Regions from separate parts of the Sus scrofa genome. Here region 2 is linked to region 1. The links are chromatin contacts, called in public Hi-C maps. All regions are on one chromosome and are shown on one strand. The core of a region is the stretch at or near the end of the contact, and the rest is flanking DNA. Distances in the headings are between cores, read along the strand shown.

Region 1 (4,728 bases), core at 475-2,974:
CTCTACTCTGGCGCTTTTGGGGATTTGTTTTTTTTTTTGTTTTTTTTTGTTTTTTGTTTTTGCCACACCGATGGCATGTGGAAGTTTCCAGGCCAGGAACTGAACTCACAGGCCACAGCAGCAACCCAAGCCATGGTGGTGACAATGCCAGGTCCTTAACCCACTGCACCACCAGGGAACTCCTGTTGACTTGTTGCTCGACCTTGGTCTCTGGCTCTTGTGGGGATTCTCGCTTCTGCCTATCTTAGGGTGAGTTTGGGGGGATGGTTTTCTAAAATGACTAGGGCATGATGAGTGGGGGCCACTTAGAACCAGGGGAATCAGATCAGTCAGCCTACTGCCTCTCCCTGGTGAGACAGTCTACGGGGTAGTTGAAGAGAGGACTCAGGTTGGCACATGGACTTCCTGTTAAAGATAGGGGCCCTGCAGAGATGAGAGGGACCCCAGAGCTCATGAATCTGGTGGTCTCAATTTACTGATAGGGAAGCTGAGACCCAGGGAAGGAAAGGGATTTTTCCAGGTGCTCATTCTTTGGGCCATCCTAAGGAATCTTCATTTTCAGCCAGTTGCTCTTTTCTTTCCCATGAATTTCCTTAGAAGGGATAACTGAAATGTGTATTAAGACGAGAATGTCTCTCCTGCCCTACCTCACAGGGGTATTTAAAAAGGGAACTGGTGTGACTCAATATTGCCATAGAGCGATGTCATTTTGTGCTATTTTGAACAATTAAAAGACTTTTTTTTTTTTTCTGAAGGAAAAAAAAGGCAACTGAAATTCAAAGATGTTATTTAGAATGTCATCACTGGAACAAAGGCATGGATTCTTTCAAGATAGGGACATTGAGGAGTCTAAACATAGAGATGTTATGTGTTTTTCCAAGATCACACAGCATTTTCACTGTGCAGAGCTGGGGGTGGAATGCCAGGGCTGGGGGGACCTCTGCAGCCTCTGGCATTGGAAGCCAAGGACGTTGACCTAGTGCTTGCCTGAGACCTTGAGGAGCCCTGTGGACTAGATGTGGGATGCATGGATAGATAAATAGAAGCCACGATAGACAATAGCAGGTGATGAACGGTAGGTAGACAGGTAGCAGACTAACGCTGCATCTGACAGATGACACACATGTTGATAGATAAACTGGATGAGAAATGAAATGGAATTTATGGGCTGACTTTAGAACCAAAGGATGCCAATAGCTAACAGCTTCGTTTTCTATTTAGTCAAATAGTAACACGCACAGGGGATCCACACTCCCTGTTCAAGGTTTGAAAATACCCGGAAACTGACGGAAAGAAACGAAGAGTCAGAATCTGGGTACCACCCGAGGGAATGACCCGAAGCTCGCCCGATCTCGGGTGTTGCCGGAAATGGCCGACGACCGCCGTCGGCTGCTGGGCGGGATGGGGGCGTGGCCGGCTCACGGCACGAGGAGCAGCTTCGGGTGTTTCCGGAAACAGCCGAGAGCCCGCGAAGTGGGCGGGGAAAAGCCTGTGGGCATCGCTGGAGTACCCGGGGAGGCTTCGTGGATTTCCGTAAACAGAGCCGAAGCTTGATCTTCGGAATCGAGGAGGTGCGCGCGTCCCCGGGGCTACCTTCTTCGGGTGTTTCCGGAATTCACCCGTAGTCCGTGGCCGGGAGGAGAAGGCGCGCCCCCCTCCCGTTTCAAGCCGCTTCGGATGTTTCCGGCTGCTGCCGGCGGAAAGAGCCGAGGGCCGGCGGTGGTGGCGGCCATGTTGGGAGCAGCAGGTCCGGCGGCGGCTGCCTGGGTGCCGGGCGCGGAGCAGTGCCGCTGAGGGCAGGGGAGGAGCGAGGCAGGCGGCCGGCTGCGGCGGCAGAGAGTAGGCGGAGCGGCGCGGCCCGGCCGAAAGGCGGCACAGCCCAGCCGGGGGTCGGGGGGGTGCGGTCCGGAGCCGCTCGGAGCCGGCGCGGCCTAGCCCGAGCGGCGCATCCCCGGGCTGGCGTGAGCGGCAGCCCGGCCTCCCCGCACCCCCGGCCGGGGCCCATGCGGCGGGTGCCCCTGCTGTGAGAAGCCCCGCCCGGCCGGGCTCCGCGCCTTCCCTTCCCTCCCTTCCTCCAAGCTTCTCGGTTCCCTCCCCCGAGATACCGGCGCCATGTCCAGCGCCCGGACCCCCCTACCCACGCTGAACGAGAGGGACACCGAGCAGGTAAGGAGCCTGAAGGCTCCCCGAATTCTCTGGCTGGGCCCCTGCACCTTGCAGAGCCTCCTCCCTCCTCAGTTCTCCTCGTGCCCCTGCTGCCGTTCTGTAAGCCTCGGCTGCCCTGTCATCTGGCTCCTGGCACCGCACATCCCCCTTCCGAGTCCTGTCCTGGGACCCACCTCGTCCAGACTCCAAGCTGCACACTTGTCTTTCTGCCGACCCCCCCGTCTCCCCTCACCGCCCTCCTGCGCTCTTCCGTGTTACCTCCCCAGCTTCCTCTTCTCTTCCCTTTTTCTCTCAGGGGCCTTTCTGGTCTTCCTCCACCCACGCTTAAAGCAGCCACCCTCCTGCTCCCCCAGTAGCACCCTGCGATTTGCCCCAGATCGTTGTCCACCTCTTCCTCCATCCCTCCAGCCTTGCGTCCCCTCCGCCCGCACCGGTTCTCCCAGTCCCGGTTCCCACCCTCGGGGGCCTTGCCCTGGAGTGTGTTCTCAGTCCCTATCCTCTTCCAGTTCCCTAGCGTTTTATGCTGCCTCTTGCTTCTCCACATTGTGCTCGCCGTCTTGCTTGCAACCCACCAGCTCCACCCTCATCACCTTTCCAAATCGTTCGCCTACTCTTGGCTCATCACTTTCCCTTCTCTTCTCCAGGAGCTCCCTGGTGCCTCGCGCTGGCATTTGTTGCTTCCGTGTTTCCCATCCAGCTGTCATGCGCATAGTTTTCCCACAGGTTGTCTTGGGGGTTCCAGTCTTCACCCCCGTCAGAGCCTTTGGATTGGTCACGATCTCTTCCTCTGGGGTGCCCCGGTCTCCTGTTTCTCACTGTGAGCACTTTACCAGTCTGCTCCCTGAGCTCTTCCTGCCGAGGGGAAGACATTATTTCAGCCCCACTCCATTAACCGCAACCTGTTGCTCAGATCTTTCCCGGCCCCGCTGCATCACCGTCCTTCCCTTTTTGTCCTTAGACCGCGACGCAGACCGTGACGCTTCCTTGTCTCCACTCCTGCCTCTGGCCCTCTCCATAGTATCTCCCCCCTTGCTTGTTGCCTTCCGGTTTCTCTACCCCCACCCTGTCTTCCTTACTGTAGCTCTTGCTCAGGATTGCCTTTCATCTCCATATTAGTCTCCTGCCTTTTTCGCCTCATCCTTATTTTCCCTGCATGTGCTCCTACCCACCCCCTTGTGATTGGCTAGTCTTTGTAACTCTGGGGCCGGGTATTTTGCATGCTGGTTTCTTGAGCCTCACACTCCCCCTCGTCCTGGCAATCACTGCTATCGTTTGTCACCCAAGCCTTAGCCTTTTCTGTGTCATCTCACCTCTGAGCCGAGGCGTCCACTTACCACCCCTCCTCTTTCTTTCCCCGTCTCCAGTGTCCCTTGCTGCCTGCTCTGTGGAGAGTCCCCTTCCTGTCACACCCTTCTCCGTGGAGAACTTTACAGGGCAGAAACACTTGACTTGAAAAGAGGGCTCTTCTCCCCTTGGGGCTTTCGGTGATTTTTGCATCCTTTTCCCTCATTTCATTCTTTGGTTCCCTCTTGTTCCCTTCTCTCTGCATAGTGCAGTAGAACCTTTGTTATATCCTCTTGCAGGTTAATGTCTTTCTCTGAAAAATCTTCCCTCTTTTCACTTTCCTGCGTTTTTCTCTCTTGTTACTCCCTCACTCTGTCATCCAGGCAGTCAGGAACTCTAGAGGAGCTCTGGATAAGTTTTTCTACGCAGTGGTTGGCGCTTTAGTTACTGATGGATTGATTGATTGCTTCTGGGGGTGAAACAGGGGTGGAGAGGGAGGGGTGGTTGATTTCCATTTCAGCACTGGGTTTGGCAGTGGCTCTGCATGGGACCGAGGTCTTTGGAAATAGGAGCATCGTCTGTATCTCACCGTCTTTCCCTCGCATGCCAGCTGTTTCTCTCTCCTTATGGGGAACTGCTTTCTAGAGGCCCTCTCGAGGGTGCCTCTTCCATTTTTTTTTTCCCCTATTATTTCAGCAACCTTTATTTTAGCAGGTAAATCCTGCGTAACCAGAGGACTTTCCCAGACTGTTGATTCTGAGCTGGTAGGAGGAGGCTAAGTGACTGACTGGCACCCTGAGGCATCTGGGGAGTGGCAGTCGAGTGCCTACTCTCTGAGTGAGGCTGTGGGGGGCATTGTGTTCAGCAAAGTAGAGTAACAGTGTCTCAGTGTGGTTTCTTTGTGCTGTTTACTCATTGGGAATGTGTTCTTGCCACGGTCTTTTTCTTGTGATGTGTGCATTGATTTCTTTTCTTCCCTGCAATGGATGAGCACATAGTAGGAACTCAGTGCGCACCCACTGATTTTAGATAGCAGAACTGTGGGAGTCATTTGGGAGCATAGGCTCCTCCTTGATAACTTTGTCCAGGGCACTGGCTGCATACATTGTCGTCCTGTTCCAGATTTTGAATTACTCATCCCGTTTCCACTCTATGGATTTAAGTTCCCCTGAGCCACTTCATCGCTTCTGTTGTCCTTCTCAGCGTAGTAGCGCTATTGCCTTGATAATAAGTCTCATTCTAGTAAAAGCATGGACTTTAAAGGAGTTCCCGTCGTGG
Region 2 (4,402 bases), core at 713-3,212, 150 kb before region 1:
TAACCCACTGCACCACAAGGGAACTCCCAACTTTTCTTAATTTTATGATTACTCCAATGAGAAAAACTTTAGCTAATAAAACGACCTGCTCTACCAGTGCAATGCTTCATTACCTACAGAGAGACTTTTCAGCCAACTGTTTCCTTTACAGGTGTTAAAGCAGCAACACAGATTTCTATAGTATGAGCTAATCTGTGAGGATTTGAGGAAAAAAAAAAAAAAAGCAGGACTATTCAGTACATAATGTTAACACTTGTCGCGGTTTAGAGAGAGCTAGAGCTACATAGGTTTTGCTTCTCTAAAAGCCAGCCCAAATGCGAAACCACGTTTTTGACCCGTTAGTTCTTTTCCCCTTTCTCAAAACATTCCTTCCCAACTTCAAATTCAAATTTGAAGGCTGGTATCTATTTATTAAGATTCTTCAAACAATCTTCTATTCTTTTGTTGCCTTTAGATTTCGCAAGTGAAACTCCTGGTCATTTCAAGAGCACACACAGCAAGCAAGAGTAAAGCCAGGTAAAAATGATAGATGACATCGTTTCCATGAATTTATGGTGACTGTTTGGTTTTTATTTAATACTTTTACTAGTTTCTATGTCTTGAGGAAAGCAAAAGAACAAGGCACTGTACCAAGCGTACTAAAAGAACTTAATAAAAATCCATTTAGGCCACATTCTTCTATCTCCTTTACGGAGACAAGTGTGGGTTGAAAATGGACTTTCCTAACACTTCTTGCCAGTAACTCGAGGTGGTTAGGATAAAAATGAAGCTTCCCACTCTAAGCCCTCCCCGGGGCTTTGGAAAAGGCTGAACAATGAAGCCTCTACCTTCCCCGCTCCCTGGGCCCATTAACACGGCCAGAACCACTCGGCCCAAGGTTCCCGGCCAGCGAGCTTGCGAGGCGCCAGGCAGGGAACGGGCAACAGCCCAGGGCGCCCGGCTCGGCCCAGGGCGTGGCCCGCCGGGCGAAGCCTCTGAACGCCGCCCGGAGACCACCCGCCCTCGGGCTGCCCCAGGCGGGGAGAGGAGGAGCCAGACGGGCAGCTGCAGCCCCGAGAAGCACTAACAGCCTCTCCCGGGCGCAGGGCCCTACTCCCGAAGGCAGCCGCTCCCAGCCGGGGCCCGAAAAAGGAGCCGCCAGCGCCCGACCTGCCCGGCCCAGAGAGCAGCCCCCGGACCCGAACTCGCGGGCCAAGGGACCCCACCGAGGGGCGCGCGGTCCAATCCCGGACGACAAAGGGCGGCGGGTGGAGCCTGCGCTCTCCTCGGAGCGACAGCAGAGAGGGCGGCGGGTGAGGCACGGAGCGGGCTTGGAGGGAAAATTGGGCGCCTCACCTGCTCCTCTCGATGCAGCCGCTACCGCTCGCTGAGGGGACAACATGGAGCCTCCGCCTCCAGCAGAGGCAGCAGGGGCACAGAGAGGGGCGGGCTGGGGCGGGAACGAACCAGGCCCTGGAGACGGGAAACGGGCGGGGCCTGGCCTCTAGAAGAAACTGGGGAGAAGGAGGGGCGCGCAGAGCCGCGAGAGAGCAACCACAACGCTGGCTGGCAGGACTCGACCGGCCGCCCAAAGAGCCGCGAGCGCAGGGCGGGCTGGGGCTGGAGAGCACACGCGGCCGAATCCCGCCACCGCCCGACGCGCGTGCGCGTGCGCGGAAGCCTGAAGCGCACCGCCGGGTACCTGGGGCTGCGCGCTGGAAGCAGCGGTCCGTTGGGAATTGTAGTCTCACACTCTCTAGGTACCCGCCAGCGGTCCGCATTCTGCTCACTCATCCCGGGCGGGGAGGAAGCGGAAGAGCGGGTCGGAGCTTACTGCAGCCCTTCGACGACTGAACTACAACTCCCATGGGGCCGTGCGGGGAGGGGCGGGCCGGCCAAGGATCTCCGCCCGGCTCCTAGCCCTGCAGCCAGACCTGGGCGGAGGCCTTGGTAAAGCAGTCTTAGAACTCCTACCAGCTGCGTTTGAAATGGTTTCGGTGTTTAATGCTGGCCGGGGCCATAGTTAGGCGGCACTCTGCCCCAAGGACCGAAGGGAGACCTCAACTCTGGATGACGTGACCATCACTGGTTTTTTTAAATGATTTTGACTTCACAAGGAGAGGAATCTGTGACTTCATTGTCACCATCAGCAGCTTCGCCACCTATTCCCGTTCCTGGCCAAGCCTGATAGCGCACCATCGCCACTCTTGCCATAACTATTATAATTTACCCAGAACCTCCTTCCAGCTACCTCTAGGCCCTGCCAAATCCTTGAGCTGTGAGGCCAGGGGTGAAAAGGTAAAGATACACTTAATCTTTCCTAAAGAGGATCTGTTTTGATTTCTTTTCCCTGCCCCTTCTGATTCTCTGCAAACTCTCAGGATTATTTGAATACCCTGCTCTAGGCTTTAGATTTGAGTCTAAATTCGACCTAATCTGGTCGGCAAGAAACTAGGTGTGAACATCAGAACAGGGATTTCACACTGGGTATGCAGAAAGCAGGATTTGCAAAATGAGACAAAAAATCCAGGGCATTGGACGTCAAGTTGTGGCTCAGCAGAAACGAACCCGACTAGTATCCATGAAGATGCGTGTTCAATCCCTGGCCTTGCTCAGTGAGTCAGTGATCTCTTGTTGCCATGAGCTGTGGTATAGGTCACAGTCGCAGCTCAGATCTCGTGTTGCTGCGGCTGTGGTATAGGCTGGCAACTGTAGCTCAGATTTGACTTGGGAACTTCCATACGCCCCTGGTGCAGCCCCCCCCCCAAAAAAATCCAGGGCGTTATGTGGCATGCTCAGAAAGAGAGGGGAGCCAGAGGCCAATGACTTGTCACTACTGCAACATCCATTGTGTATTCCCATTGCCCATCTGTCTTCATAAGACTTCTCTCCATCTAACTTATGTTTTACTTTTCTTTTTGTTGTCTCTTCCCACTAGAATATAAGTTCCAAACAGAAATTTTTGTAATTATTCACTACTGTAAATCCAGTGCCCCCACCAGTGGCGTGCCGATAGTACAACCTCAAATGTTTGTTGAATGGATGATTAAAGAGGTTTTGTGTTACACTTAACACCACTTACTTGCTTTTTTGTTCCTTTAATACTGAGTTTTTGCTTTTGAGCAACATACCCTGTTCTATTTTAAGGGCTCCCAATAGAGATCCACTGAAATCCATCCTGTCAGGAAATGACCACCTTATACTGACTTATATCTTTCTCAATATAGCATCATCAAAATCAGTGTTAGCACATCAGCCTTCCTCATACATTGTAGAAGTTTTGGGGCACTTGGAGCAACACAATACAAATTATACATAGACTTTAGGATTAGTCACAGTTTAGAAAACAACCCCTGTAAATGAAAAACATGTAGTTTCCTTTTCAAATATCCAAGGTCATCAAAAGATACAGTGGAGATTCTGGAGTTCCCATCGTGGTGCAGTGGTTAACGAATCCGACTAGGAACCATGAGGTTGCAGGTTCAATCCGTGGCCTCGCTCAGCGGGTTAAGGATCCGGCATTGCCATGAGCTGTGGTGTAGGTCACAGACACGGCTCAGATCCTGCGTTGCTGTGGCTCAGGCGTAGGCCGGTGGCTACAACTCCAATTAGACCCCTAGCCTGGGAACCTCCATATGCCGCAGGAGCGGCCCAAGAAATGGCAAACAGAACAACAAAAAAAAAAAAGAAAGAAAGAAAAAAAACAGTGGAGATTCAAAATGCTAAATATTGATGAGACTGATGAGAGACTGCCTTCAGTCATCTCATTCTGAATTGAGTCATGTAGTATAACCAGAGGCTGAGTTTCCTTGGGGTTTTCCAGAAGTAGATGACTTATAAACATGTTTGAATGGTCAAGGCTACTGGCTTTGTGGTCAGACTGACAGGGCTCTGAATTCTAGCTCTGATGCTTACCAGCTGTGAAAAGGGGTGAGTTACTTAACCGCTTTGAACTCATCATCTGCCAAATGATTTGAATACTCAAGTCATCGTGTTGTTGTAGGCTAAATGAGATGTAAGCATTTGGCAATTATGACTGATGCCAGGTTAGTGCTCAAAAATAGGTAATCTTGTTCCTTCCGGAAAAGCAAAACAAAGTCATAAATATTCAAGATACTGAAGTATGTAGCAAAGCACAGAAATAGCAAAAATTGTTTTCTGCAGTAGCATCCACTGTGACTCAGGTTCCAAAGCTTTCCAAAAATAGGGTGTTTGTTATGTGCCAGGCACAGTGCTAGGCAGTAATGCTGCAACAATGCATAAGGAACATTCTTGTCCTCCAGAGACTCACAGCCTGTGGCGTAAACAGCCAAGTCAATAATTATCACTCACGGACTGTGCTGGGGTACAGCTCAGTCTCCTCTCCTACTGACTACTCGCAGGATCCATGTGTAAGCAATAGTCTGGCACTACGAAGGAACAG

What was found. A called contact is a pair of places that touch in the nucleus more often than the background predicts.
Region 2: a Hi-C map of liver shows a contact between it and region 1, with 2.4 times the contacts expected there. The contact joins the promoter of ATL3 here to the promoter of MARK2 in region 1. A contact is called at or near these places in 5 of 47 Hi-C or Micro-C datasets (embryonic fibroblasts, heart right ventricle, liver and 2 more) and 1 of 2 datasets of contacts at active chromatin or transcription factors (alveolar macrophages).

What each region holds. Positions count from the first base shown.
Region 1 is chr2:8,212,963-8,217,690 of Sscrofa11.1, reverse strand. It overlaps MARK2 (serine/threonine-protein kinase MARK2), which reads left to right and starts at 1,724. Exons shown (of 18, transcript XM_021082895.1): 1 at 1,724-2,166. The coding sequence starts at 2,113.
Region 2 is chr2:8,359,139-8,363,540 of Sscrofa11.1, reverse strand. It overlaps ATL3 (atlastin-3), which reads right to left and starts at 1,962. Exons shown (of 13, transcript XM_021082904.1): 1 at 1,682-1,962. The coding sequence starts at 1,760.